2 separate regions of the Canis lupus genome follow, and region 2 is linked to region 1. Evidence: chromatin contacts called from public Hi-C data. All regions are on one chromosome and are shown on one strand. Each heading gives the region's core, a stretch centred on a gene start, on an enhancer-like site or on the middle of the called end of the contact. The rest is flanking DNA. Distances are from core to core; before and after follow the strand shown. Region 1 overlaps MYO5C (unconventional myosin-Vc). Region 2 holds the start of ARPP19 (cAMP-regulated phosphoprotein 19).

Evidence for each region. Hi-C and Micro-C count contacts between places; a contact is called where the count stands out from the background.
Region 2: a Hi-C map of blood shows a contact between it and region 1, with 3 times the contacts expected there. The contact joins the promoter of ARPP19 here to the enhancer-like site in region 1. A contact is called at or near these places in 3 of 9 Hi-C or Micro-C datasets (amygdala, blood and skin fibroblasts).

Annotation. Positions count from the first base shown.
Region 1 is chr30:18,236,843-18,243,181 of UU_Cfam_GSD_1.0, forward strand. MYO5C (unconventional myosin-Vc) reads right to left here. Exons shown (of 41, transcript XM_038580442.1): 10 at 5,043-5,308; 11 at 1,289-1,370. Among named protein-coding and RNA genes, the nearest start is that of MYO5C, 36 kb to the right of the region's middle. Within about 2 kb of position 3,034, at least 8 of the 20 cell types and tissues checked have an H3K27ac peak or open chromatin away from gene starts, as enhancers often do. A contact at or near this core is called in blood, where this site is marked.
Region 2 is chr30:18,499,500-18,505,838 of UU_Cfam_GSD_1.0, forward strand. It overlaps ARPP19 (cAMP-regulated phosphoprotein 19), which reads right to left and starts at 4,069. Exons shown (of 4, transcript XM_038580450.1): 1 at 3,972-4,069; 2 at 3,723-3,777. The coding sequence starts at 3,767.

The DNA of each region.
Region 1 (6,339 bases), core at 1,784-4,283:
ACAGATACCTGACTGTTTTGTAATGTTTAGGGAAGACTTTGAGGTGCAGATACCCATGATGGATGATGCAGAGTTCCTGACATGATCCTCCCACCTGGTCTGAGTGGGACCCCACATCCTGTTGCCTCCAACACGGAGCCCACTCAGGGTGGTCCTGCAACCCCTCCCTGCTCACAGCACTGCCGCTTTCCAAGACAGATGCAGCCTCTAGGGCTGGGTGGGAGCCAGCCTGCCTGAGAATGCTGGCTGTGAGGACAGTGTCAGAAGCCAACACGTGGACAACTTTGTTCATGACTAGTTCAGGCCATAAGGGTGCCAGGGAGGCTCCCCAGAGATCTGGCTTGGGCTCATCCTAACTGCAAGTGGTGGGGAGAGAAGGGGTAGCAAGGAGAAAGCCTCCCACAGAAGATCCCTCTGCCACCACAGAAGCCCAATCGGAGGTTGTGAAACATGACTCTTACACAAGCCAGAGAGAGCAGAGTAGTGATGGGGGCGGAGGGGAATGCAAAGGATGGTGGGGTGACTTCAGGTGAGTCATGCAGCATATCTACCTGGAATAAGCTTTACTTGTAGTTATGAAATACTAAACTTCTAGGGAATCCTTGAGAATGCTAACAAAACATAAATTTGCAATGGGGTGAAATTTAATGTTATACATGGATTAATTCTAAAGTGCAGAAAAGGAAAGAAAAGAAACACTTACTATGATTCAATGTTAGGTCTACTCCTCATAACAATATTAGGCAGGCGGATACCAGTGACTTGTTTTTCCAAAAGAAGAAACTGAGGTTCTGAGCCTGAGGTCTCAGAAGAAGAAGGCGGGAGAGCAGAGAGTCAAAGCCAGTTCTCTTTGAGCAAAAGTCCATGCTCTCCATGATGTCATACTATTTTTTCCTCAGGAATTGTTTGAGAGAAGCTGAATTTCAACAGATGAGCAGGAATTTGCCAGATCAAGAAGAAGGGATGGGGAAAGGACAGGAGCCGGTGGGTTATGGCACAGAGGGGAGCAGGTACAAACATAAAGAGGCTTGCAAGGCCCTGGGGCCTTCAGGAAACTCCAGCATTTGGTCCTGATGCTCAGAGGGTCTGTGAGCAGGTGCAGGCAGGTGATGGACTCGGCTGAGCTCATGCCAGGCGGCTAGAACAGGATGGAATAGGCTGGGAAGGTGTGATTTCAAGACAGGGCCACAAGGTGGTGCAGTGACCCAGCGTGGGGCTCCTGAGGAGAGGCCGCGGTGCACACGCAGGGCTGAGAACCAAGTTTCAAGAAGGCGGAAGAGTCACCTACCAGGTTAAACTGCTGCTGCAGCTTCTCATTAGCGTAATTGATGCAAAACTGTTCAAAGCTGTTCACATCAAAGGTTTCAAAACTGAAATATGGTTTGAACAAGTTAAAACATCCGTGCAGGGCACATGCATTTGTTTACAGATAAGCATTTTTTGACAAACTTCATAGTTTAAAAGTTGGCTGTTTTCTGCAAGTTTTAACTACGCTTCATAGCTTCTGGTTTTAATATCCTGGCAGTTTATAAATCATCTTTTTCCAGGCGGCCTCTGGAAGGAATCTGGTGTGTACAAAACGCCTACCCTGAGGCGGCCTCATGACAGGCTGGTCACAGTGGGCTGTTTGCTTCACATAACAGCGCCCACAAACAATTACTCTCTTTGTGGATGAGGAGCTAAAGCTGCGAGAGGTCACGAAGCATGCCTGAGGTCACGCAGGGAGTGTCGGACTCAGTGGAGAACCTGCCTGCTCACAGCACCTGTGCTTGGGGGGTTGGGGGGGCGGACAAGGCCGCTGCTCCCCACTCTGCTGAGTGAGGGGCGGCACAGCTCTGCCTCCCCACGGCCTGGCTTCAGGGTTTGGAAGACAAGGGCAAGGTCAGTAAAGAGCCTACAGCACAGCAGACGCCAAGGCGTCTATTTTCAGACTTTGAATACTTGTCTCTAGAGTTGCAAACCCAGGGCCTGGGAGGAGGCAGGTGGTGAGAGAAACAGGAAGCAGGTGGAGGCAGCGCTGCCGTGAGCGGTGCGTGGGCCACAAGCAGGGCTGTCCCCCGGGGCAGCTGTCGCTCAGCTCCTGGCCTCGACCAGGACTAGCACTGGGCTGGCTGTGAGACCGCCAGACCCCCAAGGAAGCTGGGAATGTGAACTGGCGCGTGAACTCTCTCACTCTACAGCCAGGTGAACGCTCCTGCCAGGAGGAAGCTGAGCGCTGCAGGTATCGGGCTTGGTGCTCCGCCACCTCACTTAACCCTGACGCGCAGGGCGCGGGACCAGCAGGACCCCTCGTCACACCTGACAGCCAGAGGCCAACAGCAGCAAGTGGTACCAGACAAGCATTTTGACCCCAGCTCTGGGGTCTCCAAAGCCTTGGTTCTTTTTTTTTTTTTTTCAAAGCCTTGGTTCTTAATGGCTCTAATCGTGAGTAGTTCCTGCTGGCTCCAACCGCGGTTCCCTGGGAATCCCACTTGACTAACCCAGGTTGGCTCAGGTAGGAATTTCTGAGTGGGTTAAGGACCTGGATGGTGCTCTAGACAGCTCCAGGGTGACTCAAAGCAGGAGTAGAACCCACATAGCTCGGGCTGGGGGTGAGTCCAGAGGGCCTCGTGGTGCTCCACGGCCCACAGCCAGGGCCAAAGGGGAGGCTTTCTAGAGCAGGGGTGGAATATCAAATATCAATTATTTTCCTGTCCTCTTACATACTCCTTCTTCCAAAAACGGGCCCTCAGATCTGAAATTCAAAACCCACGGAAGGACCTAAATCTTGGACCTAAAATGCCAGAAGCACATTAGCTATTACAACACTTCACGTGTGAATGATGCTTATGGTTCTTAAGATGCCTTCACAATTTTTTCCATTTGAAGTTCATCATAACCCTGCGCGAGGGGCCCCAGCTTACAGAGGCAGAAACGAGGTTTGGAGAGGTCTTGTGACTTTCTTGGGGCCACACAGTGGTGCCACAGCACTCCCTCTCCGGGTCCCGACCCCCAGCCCTGGGCCTTGCTCACTCTGGGTGCACGGCACGTAGACGCCAACTGGCTGGGGAACCACAAGGTTTCATGTTGTTCTGAGCCGAAACCTCAAGGCTCACAGCTTTGCCTGTCATCATTTTCAGTGCTCGTAACTTCTCCTTTGAGGCTGCTGTATTTCCAGGTCCAACTGAGCCCAGTTCTCTCAAAAGCTGCCTGGCGTGCGTGAGCCGGGGCTGATCCACAGGAACATGCCAGATGGGGAGAGGCCTGAAAGGGTTCACCCCAGGCAGCAGCAGCAGCACTCAGAAAGGACCTCATTCTTTTAGAGGAGCCTGTTAGTTCTGACATGGCAGCAAGCACTCAACCTTTAGCGTTTTTGAAGAGGATTTTAATTTTAAAATTTTAATTTAAGGTCTACTCTAAGCATGTTCTTATAAATTTAGTTACTGTCTCAGGTTTGCTCACTTAACCAAAACTTCGAATTCCTTATCCCATTGGCCTCCAGGCTTCATGGATCTGACTCCTGCCTGCCTGACTCCTCACTCACTTCGTGTACTCAGCTGCCTCCTCTCTCCCCTGGCCCCCGTTATCTCTGGCACATCCATCTGCTCTCTACTTATTCCCATCACAAGAACCATCCCAATCTCTAATTGCCTGCCGGCTTTCTCTACTAAAATTTAAGTCCCAAAAAGACATGGGCCATATGCCTATTCTGTTTATCAATCCCACCCATCACATGTCTGGCACTTAAATAGGTGTTGACTGAATGGAATAATATATCCTTAGAGGACTGTTTATTTTTAAGACATTTAAAAACACAGAAAAGAACAGAATACTATAGCAATCACGTAACTCTACCAATAATAGAGACCATTGTTTAAAAAGATTATTTCTTTTTAAAAGTCTACTTAGATTCTCACTGGCTCCTCAAATCCTCTTTGTAGCACAAGACAAGGTAAATCATTTACTAGACTATCCCAGTAACGTATCAATATTTTAGAACTGTTGACATACGCTATTAATTGGGAGTCACATGTATTAACTCAGAATCTAAATTAAACAAAGTACCTCCCTTGAGGCACTGTCTCACATTACACAGCTATGGGAAAGCCGATTCTCTGCACCTGGGTAAAAGTTCAACAGCATCATCACGGCCCATCTGCTGTGGGGGCTCTCCCCTTTGTATGGGGAGGAGGGGTTGGCCTACTGCTCACTGGGTGGGAGGGAACACACTCCAGGCTGAGGGGGACACCTTGAATGGAATGATCTGCCTGAGAAACCAGGACTGGTCCTGGGAGGGGTGAAGCGTTGAGCATCTGAAGGCAGCTGTTGACAAACAAAAGCCTGAGCACCAAGAAGCCTGAGAACCTGCCTCCACGCTGGCCTGCCCTCACTCATGCCATCTGGGGATGCTATAAGCATCTTGGGCACACATGTGGCCTTGGATTTAGAAAAAGGAGGACCAGGCAAAGAGGAGGAAGAGCAACTCCAGTGTGGTGAGAACTTTGTCCTCAATGGTATTACGCCAGCTGGAGAAGGGCTGGGGTCCGAGAATGGAAGAGGATTCTGGTGTGCGAAGCTGGCTGTCAGAGCCCTGGCTTTGCGCCCACCTCTGACCCTGTGAGCACAGGCAGGGCACAGGATGTCTGGGGCTGTCATTTGGCCCCTTTGAAATGGGAGAGTTGTGTCAGGGCTCCACCCCCTCATGAGGCCTCTGCAGAGAACCAGACATGGGCTCTACCACCAGCTGAGCAACGGCCAACACACTTCTGCATGTAAGCCTTGGTTGTTTCGCCTCTGCTTGAGAGGCAGAAAGTGCGTGGGGACCACCCAGCACAGAAGCCTCTTGGTGCAGGTCACTGTTAGTTCAGCATCTATGTAACCTGCTCTACATAAGCACACTGTAGCCCAGGGGACGGAACTTAACATCCACAAGTGCAAACACAGACACCACCATCTTTCTGATCATGTGAAACACAAATGAGAAACCAGAACAAAATGATCTAAAAATAATGGGCATTTGACATTTCAATGAGGAAAGACAGGCTCACAGAAGAGAATCTTACCCATAAATGTCCAAAACACCAATAAAAGTGTGCTGCTTGCCTGAAAACTGCAACGCTTGGTTAATTCTCTCCACAATGAAGTCGAACAGGTGAGCGTAGATCTTTTTGGCCAGTGCGTCCCTGGCGTTGATGGCCTGGGGCCTGGTCATGGGCTTCACCACCGTCTCGGAGGTTGTGATGATTTTGCGATTGCACAGCCACTGAGCAATTTTGCTCCTCTCCAGGCCCAGGAGCTCACAGAACACCTCCAGGTGCCTGTCGTCCTCCTTCAAACACAAGCACAAGCCCCATCAGGGGTGTCTGGCCCTCTAACCCAGCAGCAGCCCACCCGGCAGGGGCCCCTGGGCATCCATCCAGGCCTGTGCCAGAGACAAGGATGAGCTGGCTTGAGAATGACCAGGCCTCAGAGGAAAGCAGGAGGGCCGCAGCGGCATGGAGCCTGCATCAAGGCATGGCTATGATGATGCCAGGGAGTTCTGGACTGCATCCCACCTGGGGTTTCATTCTGGCCAAAGAACATCAGCAGTGAGTAAGGCCACAGATGCAACCCTCCCCTTCCTCTGCATGTGGACACAGCCTCAAGGCTCTGCTCTTCCCTTTGTAACATGCTCAGACCACCTGCCAGCATGGTCACTCACCCTGTCCCTACCTGTGTGGTCAGGGTTTGTGTGGGTGGTCCAGCCCTGAGGTACATAGATGTCATTGTCAGAGAACCTGACAGTGGGGCTCCTTTAACAGAGCTGGCCTCTCAACTGAGGAGGAATGTGTGGAAGACTTTTTGGACACACAAAGTGAATCTTGCGTCTCTCCCAGCTGGGGCATGAGAGCTGCCCCACTGGTCAGAGACAAGGAGAGGTCTGTTCCTCTTTGTCTTGAGCTCGCATGGGCAAGGAGTCCTTGTCACATGGCAAGGAGATGTGACCCCTGTGACTGAGCACAATCGTTCCCCTTGGGCAAGGGAAGTTCCCGGGGAAGGCTGATCTGTAGAAACCATCACAGCCAATGGGAAAGCCATGAGGTTGCATTTAAAAAGCATCAGATTACAGTAGAGCAAACAATCTAAAAAAGTCCTGCCGCCTCCTTGCTGCTCACCTACACCCCTTCTGACCAACATCTCAAGAACACAAAGCTTGTATTCACATGCCTGACCTCTTCACTGGGGAACAGACAGGCAGAGCCATGGGTTTTCTTCCTTCTAAGAAGGAACTAAACCATCTGAGTCCAAAACATTCAGGTACAAGTGCAGGTGCAGGGGGAAGGGTTAGGGGCAACAATTCTTTAAAAAATGACTTCAGCC
Region 2 (6,339 bases), core at 2,819-5,318, 260 kb after region 1:
ATTTGTACTAAAATCTAGAAAACCTGCTATTATGATTTCTTTTAAACTTAAAAACCAGGTATATATGAAAAAATATATACAATCCTCTACTTTCTTTTTTTTTAATCTTTTTTTAATTTTTTTAAAATTTTTATTTATTTACGATAGTCACAGAGAGAGAGAGGCAGAGACATAGGCAGAGGGAGAAGCAGGCTCCATGCACCGAGAGCCCGATGTGGGATTCGATCCCGGGTCTCCAGGATCCGGTCTCCAGGATCGCGCCCTGGGCCAAAGGCAGGCGCTAAACCGCTGTGCCACCCAGGGATCCCTAATCCTCTACTTTCATTCAGATTTCCAAAGTGGGTCTAAACAAAGGTTTTCGTATTACTATAGTCTATCCCTCCTCCTACTTTTTTTTTTTTTTAAGACTTTATTTATTCATGAGGAACACAGAGACAGAGGCAGAGACACAGGCAGAGGGAGAAGCAGGCTCCTTGCAGGGAGCACGACGTGGGACTCAATCCAGGGACTCCAGGATCATGCCCTGGGCCAAAGGCAGGAGCTAAACCACTGAGCCACCCAGGTGTCCAAATCCCTCCCCTTTTTAAACTGCAGTACAACCACTGCCATCTATATTGAAATAGTACTTTGCCAATGGTTTAATTTTTTTTTTTTTATTTATTTATGATAGTCACAGAGAGAGAGAGAGAGAGAGAGAGAGGCAGAGACACAGGCAGAGGGAGAAGCAGGCTCCATGCACTGGGAGCCCGACGTGGGATTCGATCCAGGGTCTCCAGGATTGCGCCCTGGGCCAAAGGCAGGCACCAAACCGCTGCGCCACCCAGGGATCCCTGCCAATGGTTTCATATGAAAAATTCTGAGAAAATTTCATTCAACCAATATTTTCTGAATAAAATGAATGGAATGAATCGAGTAAGTTAGATGCTATGTGAGAAAAGATAAAGGAGGGTCCCTGAAATTAAGATGCTCACAATGAAAATAGATTTATGTATTTTAAGTCTCCACATGCCTCTTCTCACCCCAGAACTAGAGCGCACACCTGTCTGACTGAGCTTAGTGTTATTCAAAGTGGAATCACAGGTAACAGATCCAAAAAGTCTCTGCTTAATTTTTAATGTTTTGTTTTCACTTCAGTGATAATCTACAAGAAAAAATATAAGCATACACTAGCACATCTGAAATGCCATCTCATATTTAAGTGCCACATGAGTTCCATGTGAGCTTTCATTTATGACCGAGACTGAGCAGTACTACTCTAATTATCCAAGATAATGAGAAAAGAACAGAGCTCAATTTAAAATGTAATGATGCATTTTTGACCTTAGAGTTAAATGATCACATAGATTACACTTTAAAAAGAACTGAGTCATCATATCACTAGGGGACCATTAACCTGCCATATTGAAGAGTTCCCGCACTTTAACAATTGATACCACATTCTCAATACATTGGAAATTTATTTTCAGCAAAATACCATGACACAATAATTTACACTAATTTTGTTTGTATTTGTTTTTAATTTTTTAAAAAAATGTTTAAAGTAATCTCTACATCCAGTGTGGGGCTCAAACTCACCACTCTGAGATCAAAAGTTGCACGCTCCACCAACTGAGCCTTCCAGGTGCCCGTTTTAATTTTAAAGCAGTATTAAAGAAACAGATGCTTATACTTATTTTCAAGTTCATACATATTTAGTTAATATCCCAATTAAAAAAACAGTGGTCTATACAGTTTTCTTCTCTTAATAAGGGGCACTCAGAGAAACAGTGACTTAGCTCTACTCCATGCAGGCTGATCTCTGTTAATTTTTCAGAGGCAATTGGCTAATGTACTATAAAACTATAAAGGTATTTTAGCTGAATACTTTGGCTTTAATTGAAAGGTCAACTGGGTACAGAGAGAATAATCCAATTTTTTAGGTCATCTAACTATTCTTCCAAATGGAAGAAACAGGTGATTTGGCCCATAGGAACACAGAAGTGACTCTGCACATTCTCATGTTTAGGGATGGTATCCATGCTACAGGCACTTAACATCTACAGCCAATCCCTAATGCAAGAAGGGACACTATATTACCCCTACACTTTGGTATTAATGACAGCAGCCCTAAAACCACAGGACTTGAATTAAAATTTTAATGTAGATATTCATGAAAAGAAAACATTCAAGACATGTTTCATACTGTTAAGGGTCAGAACATTAGGCTGTTCCAGGTAAAAGCATTTACATTTTAGAAATCAACACTTTACACTTTGGCAACACACTAACAAATCTCACAAAAGAAAATTACATAGCATACTCTTCTATATCATAAGTCAAAACTGAGGTTGATTTTAGTGTTTAGGACAGAACAGTATAGAGACAATTTGTTGTTTTTTTCCTGGAGTTCTTAAATCCCAAGCAATTATGAACACCACAATAAATATTTTTTAGTTAATAATTGACATTTCATGTTACTGTAATCTTTACACTACGTTTGTGTTTTTTTTGTCCTAAAAGTTCATTTTTGTTAAACATAAAAAATACCCAACACAGCCTTCATCGGAATATTCCCTAATAATATCCTAACTTGGCCTCTTATTTATACTATTGCTTTTTCTTTTTTTAAAATAATAACAATGTAACAGATCCATCCAACTGAAGAAAACTTAACTTGTAAGAATATATGGAATGGGCTTAGAACACACTAATTAAATTTCCAACCTGATTAGGAGCATGGGTAGAACATTAAGCAGAAGCCCTTACAAAGTCCAAGCATTAGGCCAAATCCTATTTATGATAATGCCTTCTGATTTTTTTTTTTCAAGAAAAAGTGCTGGTAATTTTCCATCAACAATTTAAGAAACAAGGTATCCTGGGCCTTTGTAGGGCAGCCACAATTACCTAGGAGGGTAGGGCAACAGGAATAATGGTGGAACAGGCAAGAACTAGCATAGATTAAAAAAAGAAAACCTCAATACTCATAATTTGAAGTATACGGATTTGTGGCGTACCCTCCTACCTCTGAAGGATATTACAGATTCCTGTCTCTACGAAAATCCAGGTCAACTGAGTTGGTAAAATTTTTTAAATGCCAAGCCTTCCATTTCCAGACAAGTACCATATGCGGATCCCAGTGGCTTTACATTTCTGAGCACAGAAGTCACCTAGCTCGTTGAAGCCCCACAACAACCGCATGAAGTATCGCTATTCTTACTTTTACAGATGAGGAGACTGAAAACTAAGGCGTTTAGCGACTGGTGAAGGTCACGGGGCCAACAAGGGTTGGAACCGAACTGCCAACCCAGGTCTGAACTCCCCGCCCAAACACGCGACGACCGCCTCAGGAGTTAAAGGCATGCGGGCAACACCAGGAGTGGCAGAGTTAGTTCTTCACGGGAGAAATACAACTTCCTGCGCAAAGTGAAACTCACGGGGAAACTCAGGTTCCACGCATAAAACCCGCTCGCATGTGCAGTCGAGGGCAAGGAACCACGCGCCCGGCCGAGGGGCGGCGCCGACGTGGACAAGGCTCCCACTCCCACCACGCTGGCGCTGAGCAGCCGGGCCTGCGGGCGGCGGACGCGCGAGAGCCCGGGCCGTGAGGGCCGGACCCGCCCTCCGCACCAGGCGCCGCCGCCCGACTCCCGGCGGGCGCGCCCCTCCGCACGCGGCCGCAGCAGGCCGCCCCGCAGGCCCGGCCCCCGGCGCGCTCCTCCTGGGCCTTCCGCGACCACACTCACCTTCTGCTCCTCCGCGGAGGCTGCCTCAGGGACTTCCGCGGACATACTGCTCCTTCTGCAACGACACGCCGGGGAAGATGCGATTACCCGGTGGCCGAGGCCCACCCGCCCCTGCTCTCCCAGCGCCCGCTCGGGCCGCCTCCGCCCGCGAAAATGGCCGTGCCTTATGACGACACGGAGCCCCGCAGCGCTCGGCGACCGCGACCCGCGGCGGCCCGGCCGCCCCTGCCGCGCCGCGCCCCTGCCTACCTTACCCCGCGGCTCCGGCCCTGCGACGCCGAAGCACTTCCTTTCTTCCTTCAAAGGTCGCGGCTCGCGCGTTACCTCACGTCCGCCGGCCAGATGCTTCCTGGGAATTGTAGTTTACAAGCGGAGCCGCCTCTCCTCCCTCCGCCCCGCCCCTTTCCCGCCTGTTCCAGGGACTTCATAATTTCTGCTTTCCCGGACTCGCCCAGTCCGATTCTCGTACTTGTTCTCGCGCTGTAACCGGGCATATTGTCTTTTGCGCGCTCCAAAGCCCTGTGCTGCTCCGTTCCACAATCTCTCCCGGCTCCGCTTTGCCTTCTTAACCATATGCATCTCTCACATCCCCCTCCCTCCCCCCATTCTACATCATCTCAGGCTTTTCTTGAGCCCCTACACTAGGTCAGGTCCACTTCTTTAAATGCTATCACATCTCTGCAGAGTTCTCCAGCAACATACACTGTATCATGAGACATTAATTGCTATTACTATTAATAGAGTAATAATAACAATTCACTGGCCCTTTTCCCGCCCAGATAAGCTACCTTAGGACAGAGACCTCGTCCACATTTGCTTGTATTTCACTCCCAGAGGCCAGCATTGTCCTAGATGTTCAATAAAAATCCCACGAAGAAATTTATGTTCCATTCATTGGTCTACACCCCAGGTCCACTTCCACAACTTTGCTGAAACCCCTGGCAACAAACTCACCCAATGGCCTTCTTAATTACCAAATCTGTTGGCTTTACCTCTAATCCTCATTCTAATAGGCATCTGAGTAGCTACTGGCAGTACTATAAAGGTCATTTCAATGAAGTGTCTCTCAGAAACTTGGAAATAAGATTGACCTCTAAGAGTTAAACTAGTAAAAAGCAATTCTGTGGGAGTTTGGAAACCATCAAAACATTCAATCAGAGTTTCCTAGGAAGAATCTCAGACAGGAAGACTTGCGTTGGGATTGCAACTTGAAAAACCAAGTGTTACACTGCACTCCTTCAGGAGTAAAGAAGGAAGACGCTTGTCAGGCAACCATGTACTTAGAATTCAAGAATTCAAGAAGGCAACTCTTCGACCAAGATATCCTTTAGGAGTGCTTTAAGCTGGGTCAGCTGAGAAATTCATGAGCTTAGCTATTCTCATTCCATAATCACAAAGTAACTTACTGAAATTTTGCCTTTCCTTCATACAGAACTATAGGGAGAAAGGAGAATGTGCTAGTTAGGCTAACAACCATCTAACAGTTGTATTTTTGTTTTAAACACTTTGTTTGTTTATTTTTAAAGATTTTATTTATTTATTTTAGAGACAGAGAGAGAGAACACAAGCAAGGGGAATAGCAGAGGGAGAGGGAGAATCAAGCTCCTCTCTGAGCAGCGACCTCATTGCGGGGCTGGATCCCGGGAGTCTGGGATCATGACCTGAGCCGAAGGTAGACACTTAAGCAACTGAACCACCCAGGTGCCCCAAACAGTTGTATTTTTATTAATAAATTGGCATTCTGGTATATATCCTAAATGAATATATTTGTGACCTCGAGTTAAAATCTGAGACCACATATATAAAAAATCAGTATATGTGATCTTGGATAAAAAGATTCTGTTCCTGAAAGATAGGACACTCACATGAGGGCAAGTTTGAATTTCTGGGAGGCAGACTTTGGCCAATGGGAAACTTACAAAGGTCAGTGCCCCATTGTGGGGGCCTGAGAAGTCATCCTTCCCCAGGTAACACTCCTCTGCATCATTAACCATGTACCTTAATATTTTAAATTGCACGCTGATCACCAACATCCTGTTTTTCAAAATTTATTTCTCTTGACTTCTAGGATACTACACTTTTATTCTTTCCTACTCCTCTGGCTGTTCCTTCTTAATCTCCTTTGTTGAATCATTACCTTACTCTTAATGGGAGGATTTTAACAATTTTGTCCTTGGATCTCCTTCAAGTTTTATACTCTCCAGATCACTTCCACCTCATAGCTTCAACTGCAATTTATATATTCCATATCAGTACTGTCCCACAGAACTTTCTGTGATGATGGAAATAATCTGTGCTATCCAGTACAATTGTCACTAGTCAGGGGCACCTGGGTGGCTCAATCAGTTGAGCCTCTGACTCTTGATCTCAGGTCTTGATCACAGGTTGGTAAGTATAAGCCCTGTGTTGGGCTCCAAACTGGGCATGGAGCCTAGATTAAAACAACAACAACAACAACAACAACAACAACAAAACAACAACAAAACAAAACAAAACAAAAAATCACAAGAAAGAAACAGGCACATGTGGGTGGCCTTGGAAGTTAAAGTGTCCAACTCTTGATTTCTACTCAGATCATGAGGCCTATTTAAGGCTATCTCTCTTCCTCTGGCCCTCC